2 separate regions of the Sus scrofa genome follow, and region 1 is linked to region 2. The links are chromatin contacts, called in public promoter capture Hi-C maps. All regions are on one chromosome and are shown on one strand. The core of a region is the stretch at or near the end of the contact, and the rest is flanking DNA. Distances in the headings are between cores, read along the strand shown.

The links. Promoter capture Hi-C pulls out the DNA fragments that hold promoters and counts their contacts.
Region 1: a contact with region 2 is called in a promoter capture Hi-C map of liver, with 4 times the contacts expected there. The contact joins the promoter of PRPF3 here to the promoter of MINDY1 in region 2. A contact is called at or near these places in 1 of 5 promoter capture datasets (liver), 1 of 47 Hi-C or Micro-C datasets (heart right ventricle) and 1 of 2 datasets of contacts at active chromatin or transcription factors (alveolar macrophages).

The regions. Positions count from the first base shown.
Region 1 is chr4:98,768,858-98,773,279 of Sscrofa11.1, reverse strand. It overlaps PRPF3 (pre-mRNA processing factor 3), which reads left to right and starts at 1,649. Exons shown (of 16, transcript NM_001135965.1): 1 at 1,649-1,675. LOC110260326 (a long non-coding RNA gene) reads right to left here and starts at 1,507. Exons shown (of 2, transcript XR_002343444.1): 1 at 1,275-1,507; 2 at 486-737.
Region 2 is chr4:98,216,196-98,220,431 of Sscrofa11.1, reverse strand. It overlaps MINDY1 (ubiquitin carboxyl-terminal hydrolase MINDY-1), which reads right to left and starts at 1,816. Exons shown (of 10, transcript XM_001929665.7): 1 at 1,090-1,816. It overlaps PRUNE1 (protein prune homolog), which reads left to right and starts at 1,570. Exons shown (of 9, transcript XM_013997183.2): 1 at 1,570-1,699; 2 at 3,413-3,483.

The DNA of each region.
Region 1 (4,422 bases), core at 400-2,899, 550 kb before region 2:
CAAGGAACAACAAGGGGTCAGGATTCTGTAGCTGTGGAGCTGAATGAGTAAAGGAAAGAGCAGTAGATGAGATTACAGGAGTTCCCTCGTGGCCTAGTGGTTAAGGATCCGGTATTGTCACTGCTGTGCTGTGAGTTCAATCCCTGACCCAGGAACTTCTACATGCCTCGGGTACAACAACAACAACAAAAAACAAGTGAGATCACAGAAGTAATGGAGTGTAGGGCATTTTTCACTAAGTAATATGGAAAGCCATGGAGTTCCTGGGCCAACTGCAGCCTAACACCAGGTCCTTAACCCACTGTGCCAGGCCAGGGATCAAACTTGCATCCCAACACTGCAGAGATGCTGTGATCCTGTTGGGCCACAGTGGGAACTTCATGAGTTTAGCTTTATATAAGTTCTTTACTGAGGGAGACACAGGTTTAAGAAGCACTTGAATCGTGTTCTGCTGGACTACAAAATTGGGGAGGCTTACAAGCTTACAGGTAGTTAAATAAGTTGTTTATTAAAAATTATAATTGGAGGAATTATAATTGGGGTTAAGAACTAGTATCCACGAGGATGTGGGTTTGATCCCACATCAAACTGGCCTTGCTCAGTGGGTTAAGGATCCAGTGTTGCAGCAAGCTGCAGTGTAGAACACAGGTGCGGCTCAGATCCAGTGTGGCTGTGGCTGTGGCACAGACCAGCAGGTGCAGCTCCGATTCAACCTCTAGACCAGCAACTTCTGTATTCTGCAAGTTAGGCCGTAAAAAGGAAGAAAAAAAAAGAAAAGAATTATAATTGGAGCTGGCAAGAAGTAAAGGTGCTTGTTAGGTAAGGATTAGTTGAGGACCAAAATGGTTGATTAGGAATTCCTGTCCTGGCTCAGCGAGTAAAGAACCCCACTAGTATCCATGAGAACACAGGTTCCATCCCTGGCCTTGCCCAGTGGATTAAGGAGCCAGTGTTGCCCTGAGCTGTGGTGTAGGTCACAGTCCTAGCTCTGATTCTGCGTGGCTGTGGCATAGGCCAGAAGCTGCAGCTCTGATTCAACCCCTAACCCGAATTTATATATGCTGCAGGTGGGGCCTAAAAAGTACTAGACTGCCAGCAATTATTTGTTTTGCGAATGAATGGAAGAAAGAAACAAAGGTGTGTGAGAGGGTACTATCTTCAGACTCCTCCCACACTAGTCGGTTTTCTGGGTCTCTTGGCACCACTGTTAAGGACAAAGGCTAAGGAGAGAGTGGTTAATACTAACGATCACTACTCTGAAGTTTACTTCCTACCAGAAAGTCCAGGTTTAGCCCAAACGCAGAAGCTCTGCTTTTAGTTCTAGCCATAGCCTTAGCGCACTTATTCTCCACGGGAATACTACAAGCAGCTCAATTTATGCTTCAGGTAACATTAATTTTGCGCTAATGTAGTTAACAGGTTTAGCACGGGGAACCGAAGGAGCCAAGTAGCTTGCCGGGGGAAATCGTTACGGCTCCGCCACGCATGCGCTCCGCCGCGGAAAAGTAGCTACTACGGCTGCGCGAACCGGGGCCCCGCCCTCTTTCGTCACAAGTTGTGGGACCGTGGCGAGGCAGCAGCCGTGGCGGTAGCGACGGCAGGCCGTAGGGCGGTCGGAGGGTTTCCGGTTCCGGTGTAACGTTCGGGCTCCGTCTCAGGGGCTGAAGTTTGTGAGGTGAGTAGTGGCCCCGGGCCCAGAGAGGGTATGCTCGGGTCCTAGCGGCTGGGGCTAAGTTTCAGTCCAAAGGGAGGACCGAGGCGGGAGGTTCAACAGAAAGGAGGCTGAGGAAAGAACCAGGTTCTGTGCGAGAACGGGTTGGAATGAGATTGTTGAGAGGAAAAGGGCGGGGGCGGGAAAGGGACAGGGTGAGGAGACTACCTCTGAGATGAGTTTGGGTAGAACAAGGTGGGGAAAGGGTCCGGTCAGAGAGATGGAGAGAGCAAAAAGCAAAGGATAGGGTTTAAGGGAGGAAATTCGACTTGTAGCAAAGAAGAGCACGAAGTAAGGAATTCCTTCAGAAGATTAGATTCTGCTACCTGCTCATTGAGATCATTCTGCCTTCCTCTCTCTCCCTCCACACCGTAACCACCCCCACCCCGCCCCACGCAGTTATTGTTGAACGTCTGATTAATGACAAAGCTAGTTACTATTTGGAAGTTTGATTTTTGCCCACTGACTGTTTAGTCTGCACGTTATATTATGGAGGGAATGGGTTGAAATTGAGTACATAAGTATAGTGCTTGGGCATACGGTTCGTTTATAGAGTGGTACCCCGTTTATTGCTTTGGATTTTCAAACGGCTTAAACTTTCTAATCTATGATTCAGTTCTAGTGGAATATAAGCCCTCTAAGGTGAGGATTCTTGTCTCTTTTGTTCACTGTTGTATGTATCCTTGGCAGTATCCCACTACATTAACACTTAGTTGTTGTGCAGTAAATACTTACTGAATGAATTAAGTGCCAGATAGCTATGGCAGTTGTCCTCCTTTTGTAAGATGAATGAACTGAGGCTCAGAGGAATTGCTTGACAGAAGGTTAGTAAATGGAAGAGCTCTTTCTTCACTCCCTATGTTGTCTGAATACCCTTCTTTTGAGCATTGAACAGTTAGCATGTTGAAATTGATAAGCTATAGTGCTGTCTCATGATGGGTAAATAGAGCCATCATAGATTTATTATATAACATGTCAGTAAGACACAAAATCTTTTACTCCTAGTTTCATGACTTCACTAGCTTCATATGGTTATACCAAAATTAAATACACTGTTTAGCAACAGGTCTTATAGAGGATAAACCTACCAAGAATGCAGAAGTTAATTAGACTGTACCGGAGTTCTTGTCGTGGCTCAGTGGTTAACGAATCCGACTAGGAACCATGAGGTTGTGGGTTCGATCCCTGGCCTTGCTCAGTGGGTTGAGGATCCGGCGTTGCCGTGAGCTGTGGTGTAGGTCGCAGACTCGGCTCGGATCCCACGTTGCTGTGGCTCTAGCGTAGGCCGGCGGGTACAGCTCCGATTAGATCCCTAGCCTGGGAACCTCCATATGCCGTGGGAGCGGCCCAAGGGGGGCAAAAAAAGTTTTAAGATATCTTTTCTCCTAAAAGGTACAGTGTAATTTTTTTTTCTTCTTTCTGGATATCTTTTCTCCTAAAAGGTACAGTGTAATTTTTTTTTCTTCTTTCTGCCATTTCTTGGGCTGCATATGGAGGTTCCCAGGCTAGGGGTCTAATCGGAGCTGTACCCGCCGGCCTACGCCAGAGCCACAGCAACGTCGGATCCTCAACCCACTGAGCATGGCCAGGGATCGAACCCACAACCTCATGGTTCCTAGTCGGATTCGTTAACCACTATCCTATGACAGGAACTCCATCTTAAAACATCTTGAAGCGTTCTTTTGTAGCTCAGTGGGTTAAGAATCCAGTGTTGTCACTGCAGCAGCTTGAGATGCTTCTGTGTCGTCCACGTTCCATCCCTGGCCCCAGAACGTACAGTAGCAAAAAAAAAAAAAAAAAAGGAAGAAGAAGAATCGTATTAATTTGCATTTAAAGATTGTTCTAGAGAGTCTTTTATGATGGTGTTTTCTCTGTTAAGCTAAACAGGAGAAAAATAGAAGTGGAAAGAGAGTACATCCAAAATGAAAGTAATCTTTTCTGAACTGAGAGAATATTTATGACAGAGGCCCTGTAGAACATAAGAGAAAAATATCTGAGTACAGAATTCCCACTAGGATGAATGTGACTACAGAGAATTGTGAGAGCGAGTTCCTATTGTGGTTCAGTGGTAACAAACCTGACTAGTCACCATGAGGATTCGGGTTTGATCCTTGGTCCCCTCAGTGGGTTAAAGGATCCGGCTTTGCTGTGAGCTGTGATATAGCTCATGGACAAGGCTCAGATCCTCTGTGGCTGTGGCTGTGGCCAGCAGCCACAGCTCGTTTGGACCCCTAGCCTGAGAACTTCTGAAGATGTAGCCCTAAAAAGACAAAAAAAAAAAAAAAAAAAAAAAAATTGACAAAAACAGCCTTAAGGATTATGAGCTTTAGTATAGGATGACTGATGTGGATAAAGCCTCCCTTATTTGCATGCCTTAAAGAAGGCCTGGGTTGGAGTTCACAATGTGGTGCAATGGGTTAAGGATCTGGCCATGCCACAGCTTTGGCTCGGCTTCGTTCCCTGGCCCGGGAACTTCCATATGCCATGGGTGCTGCCAAAAAAAAAAAAAAAAAGAAGAACGGCTGGGTTGAGGAATACCTGCCTGGAAATAAGAATAGAAAAGCTGACCTCTAAGTGGACTTTATATAAATATTTGCAATCCTTGAATATGACAGAATCAAAAAAGAAGCTGGAACTCATTTCTTAGACTAGGTTAAATTCAGGGTTTGTTTATTCCACAGATTTCATTGATCCACTGATACTTTCTGAGT
Region 2 (4,236 bases), core at 567-3,066:
TTAGGGCTAGGGTAAAGCCTGGGAAGTGAAGCTGAAGAATATAAAAGTCACCAAAATAAGCCTAGTCACCCAAATTGATCATCCTCCTGATTCAAATATAATTTATGCTATCTGCATCTCATTTACATGTTGTTAATTTAGAAGAATCAGAGTATAGCAAAAATTGCCTGCAGGCCTGACACTTTTTTTTTTCTCTCTCTGTCTTCTTTTTCCTCCTTTCCCAAATGACACTTAGGATGAGCCTGGGAAGCAGAAACAAGAGCCTGGGAACACTTTTTTTAAAGCTTAGAGAAAAACAGGGAAGAAAAGAAAAGATCAATAATTAAGTGGGGGCTGGGCAGCTAGCTGGCCAGACAGGTAAACCAAAAGAACCCAGGAGCTGGACACCGGAGGAAGCTGGGTCTCAGAGAAACTGGGCAAAGTTGGATGGGCTAAGTCTTCAGAATAGAGGCAGGAAGCGTGATGGAGAATTTCTCCTCTTCAAGGTACCTGCCTGGTGCTCCTTCAGAGCAGGAGAGAATGAGGGAGCACAGGTACTCAAACAAATCAGGATTTCTCTTTCTTTTTCCTCTTAAATCCAACACATTTTCTCCAGCTGGAATTATCCTCTGGTGGTGAGTGAGAGGTAAAGCAGCCCAGACCCACCCCTAGCCAGCGGCAGTAAGTAGCCAAAAGTTGGAAGAAGCATATACAACTGGTACCCAGCTTCCACAAGACGCCCCCCACCCGCACTCCCTAGGAACTTTACTCTCCCCTCAAGTGCTTTACTGTCCCCCTCTAATCTCTTTCTCGCTCTGATGCAAATCGTCACAGAACTAATGGTTTAGAAGTTCTCCTCAGAGTTAAGTCAACGACGGTGCCTTGTCTACGTGCTAGCAAGGGAGAGGGGGAAGGTGTCATTAAAAGGAAGAAATACAGGGACCCAAGCAGCGTCTTTTACATATTCCTTCTGCCTGAACGCCTCTCAAAATCTAAACGTGTAGAGACCCAACGTGGAAGAACAGTCAGTGTCACCTCCCCAGGGCTAAAGAGGAAACAGAGGACTGGGGATTAGGAGAAGAGGTGAAGGAAATGGTTCAAAGTTTTTACCTTAAAGAAGTGGGTGCTGTTCCAGGACACAGAAGGAGGGTGCAGCTCTGGCAATACGATGGGGCAGGTGGGTGCAGTGAGGGGCGCCACCACACTCCCAGCTGCCTTCCAGCTGTCAAAGCCAGAGCTCGCACAGGTTTACACGGGTTTGTGCGCAGCAGTCTTGGCCGGATGGTGGCCACTTCCGGACTCACGCCCACGGCCGGCCGGGGGCACTGGAAGAGGGTGGAGACCGGCAGGAGTGCAGCCCAGGTACTCCCAGGTCGCTCAGAGCGTCTCCAGGATTTCTGAGTCGCCGAGTCTAGGGCGTGCGCTCCAGGCCCAGTCTAGCGAGCTGGTTTTCAAAGGAAGTTTGTGGGTTTTCTTTTTTCTTCTTTCTCTCTCTCTCTCTCTCTCTTTCCCGTCGGGACAAAGAAAAATCAGTCAAGGACAAGCTTCTGGGAGGAGGAGGAGCCAGGCCAGCACTGGAGGATTTCCATTAGGGCTTTCTGACCTGGTCAGCAGCTTGGTGATCAGCAGTGAGAGAGAGAGAAACAGGAGAGAAAAACAACAGACCCTTTCTCCTCCCTCCGCCTGCCGCTGGAAGGGACGGAGCGCTTGTGCCTCTCTGGTGAGAAGAGGGAAAAGCAAGGGCCCTTGCTGAGTGGGGAGGAGGAGCAGGGCCGGACAGCAGCAGCTTGTTGGATCTGGGCTTTCTCTCTAGGTACAAAAGTCCTTTGCTCTGGATCCACAGAGGCAGGCCAGACAGCGTGATATTAGCATAATTACTCATTTAAAGTGAAAAATCCTTATCCTTTCAAAATCCTTACTATATCTCTTTTTTGTTTGTTTTTTGTTTTTTAGGGCCGCACCTGCGGCACATGGAAGTTCCCAGGCTGGGATCTAATCAGATCAGCAACAAAGGATCTGAGCTGCATCTGCCACCTACACCACAGCCTACGGCAATGCCAGGATCCTTAACCCACGGAGCAAGGCCAGGGATCGAACCCGCAACCTCATGGTCCCTAGTCGGATTCGTTTCCGCCGCACCGCAACAGAAACTCCCTCACTTTTTTTTTTTATAGTTAATAATGATTTTTATTTTTTCCATTATAGCTGATTTACAGTGTTCTGTCAATTTTCTGCTGCACAGCAAGGTGACCCAGTAACACATACACGTATTTGCTCACTTTTTTAGTCTAGAAACCAGTTGGGCTATGCCCCTGGTAGTGCAGAGAGGGTGTGTAAGAAGCCCCAGGCTCTGGGAAGAGTGAAGCAGGGAGAAAACTAGCTGAGCAAGCAGGAGCTTCAATATCCCTCTGCTCCGGTCCTTGTTCCCACCACAGGCCTCAGCTTCTCATCTATCACCTCCTCTCAATTCCGAGCTTGGGGAGCAGGAAAAACTGGTGTGAGGTTGGTGGTAGGAAACAAAGGGATTCATTAATAAATGAGGGAACATTTGATGAAAAGAGTACATTTATCACGGAGTTCCCATTGTGGCACAGTGGTTAACGAATCCGACTAGGAATCATGAGGTTGCGGGTTCGATCCCTGGCCTTGATCAGTGGGTTAAGCTGTGGTGTAGGTCACAGACAAGGCTCAGATCCCATGTTGCTGTGGCTCTGGCGTAGGCCGGCGACTACAGCTCCGATTAGACCCCTAGCCTGGGAACTTCCATATGCCACAGGAAGCGGCCCTAGAAAAGGCAAAAAGACAAAAAAAAAAAAAAAAAAGCACATTTTCTGCAGTATTCTGCACTACCCTGGGGCTGGAAGGTGGTAGTTAAATGTGGTTGGAACCCAACTCTACATTCTGAAAGGTTCCCCCAAGCTCTACTTACATGGCTGCTCCAGGATGAAACTTCAAACAACTCTGAAGGCTGCAGGGGCATTTGGAACAATTAGGGAGGCAGGTGAGCAGAAACCCAAGTTACAACAGTCCGGAAAAAGAAAGAGAATTTGCTGACGCTATAGAAAAAAAGAGGCTATAGAGTTGTAATGGCAGCAACTGGAGTTGGCAAGAGGCTGTAGGAATTAAGAAGAGAGGCCAAAGATTATTACGATGTTTTCATATTCCAATATTTTTATAACATGGATAATCACAAAATTGTGATTGCAATGGGACCGTTTGTTAAAGTAGAGAATTCGAGAAAGTTGAAAAGCCGTTTTTGCCCAGTGTGATTTAAAATGTCAACCAGATGGTCAGTGTAATATATAGATAGAAAGATGCTATACTTAATCTGACTCAAGAGGGAAAATTCAGATGCCACAAAGTTTATGTGACGCATTTACACTTGTGTGTCAAATAAGCGATCTCAGAAAATTCTCCTTCCCTCAATTCTTAGGGCCGTTTTGGAGTTTTGGGACTACATTTCCCAGGACGCCTTGCACCACCACCACCCGCTTCGCGCTTCCCGTGAGTCTCTGGGCGCAGAACTCGGCTTCTGTCTCTGGGGGCGGGGCGACGTCGGATTCCGTGGGCGCCCGCTTACGCACTTCCTCCTGGGGTCCCGGCCGAATGGCTTTATGGCGGGTTCGAGTCCCGCCTCCTGACTCTCGCCTCAAGCCCCTGAGTCCGGGGCGGGGCGCATTTACTGGTTAACCTCTCCGCGGAGAGGGGCGGCGGCACACCTTGGGCTTCACCATGGAAGACTACCTGCAGGGTTGTCGAGCCGCTCTGCAGGTAACGGACCCCTGTCTGTGATCGTAGGGAATGGAGCCTGGGGTCCAGGAAGGACGAAGATGTGGGATCTGGGAAGTCCCGAGGGTCTGTGTGGAGGGAACGCGGAATCGTGTGGTGGGAGCTTGGGATCTGATCAGGCTTGGGCCCTTTGGAGTGAGGGACAAGAACCTACCGCTTGAGAGTGGGAATGCTGCTTGGTCACCTCCTTTTGGGGCTCCTGCCTTTGGGGTCTACCGGAGAGTGGGGAGGAGGAAGCGTGGGTCTGGGTCCTGCCGCTGAGCCGCTGCTCAGTGTCGCTGGATCAGGTCCGGCAAAAGGACCAGGGCTGCGCCCGCCGCGAAATGTATTATTTGTTCCTTTCACCTCGCCCCTCTTTCAGTTTTCCGCTTAGGAAGCCTCCTTGGCCCACTGGCCTCCAGGTAACCCTCCCGCGGGGGGTACGAGGGAACCTGTGACCACGGCTTAGTCGTCTCTAAACGGCGGTTT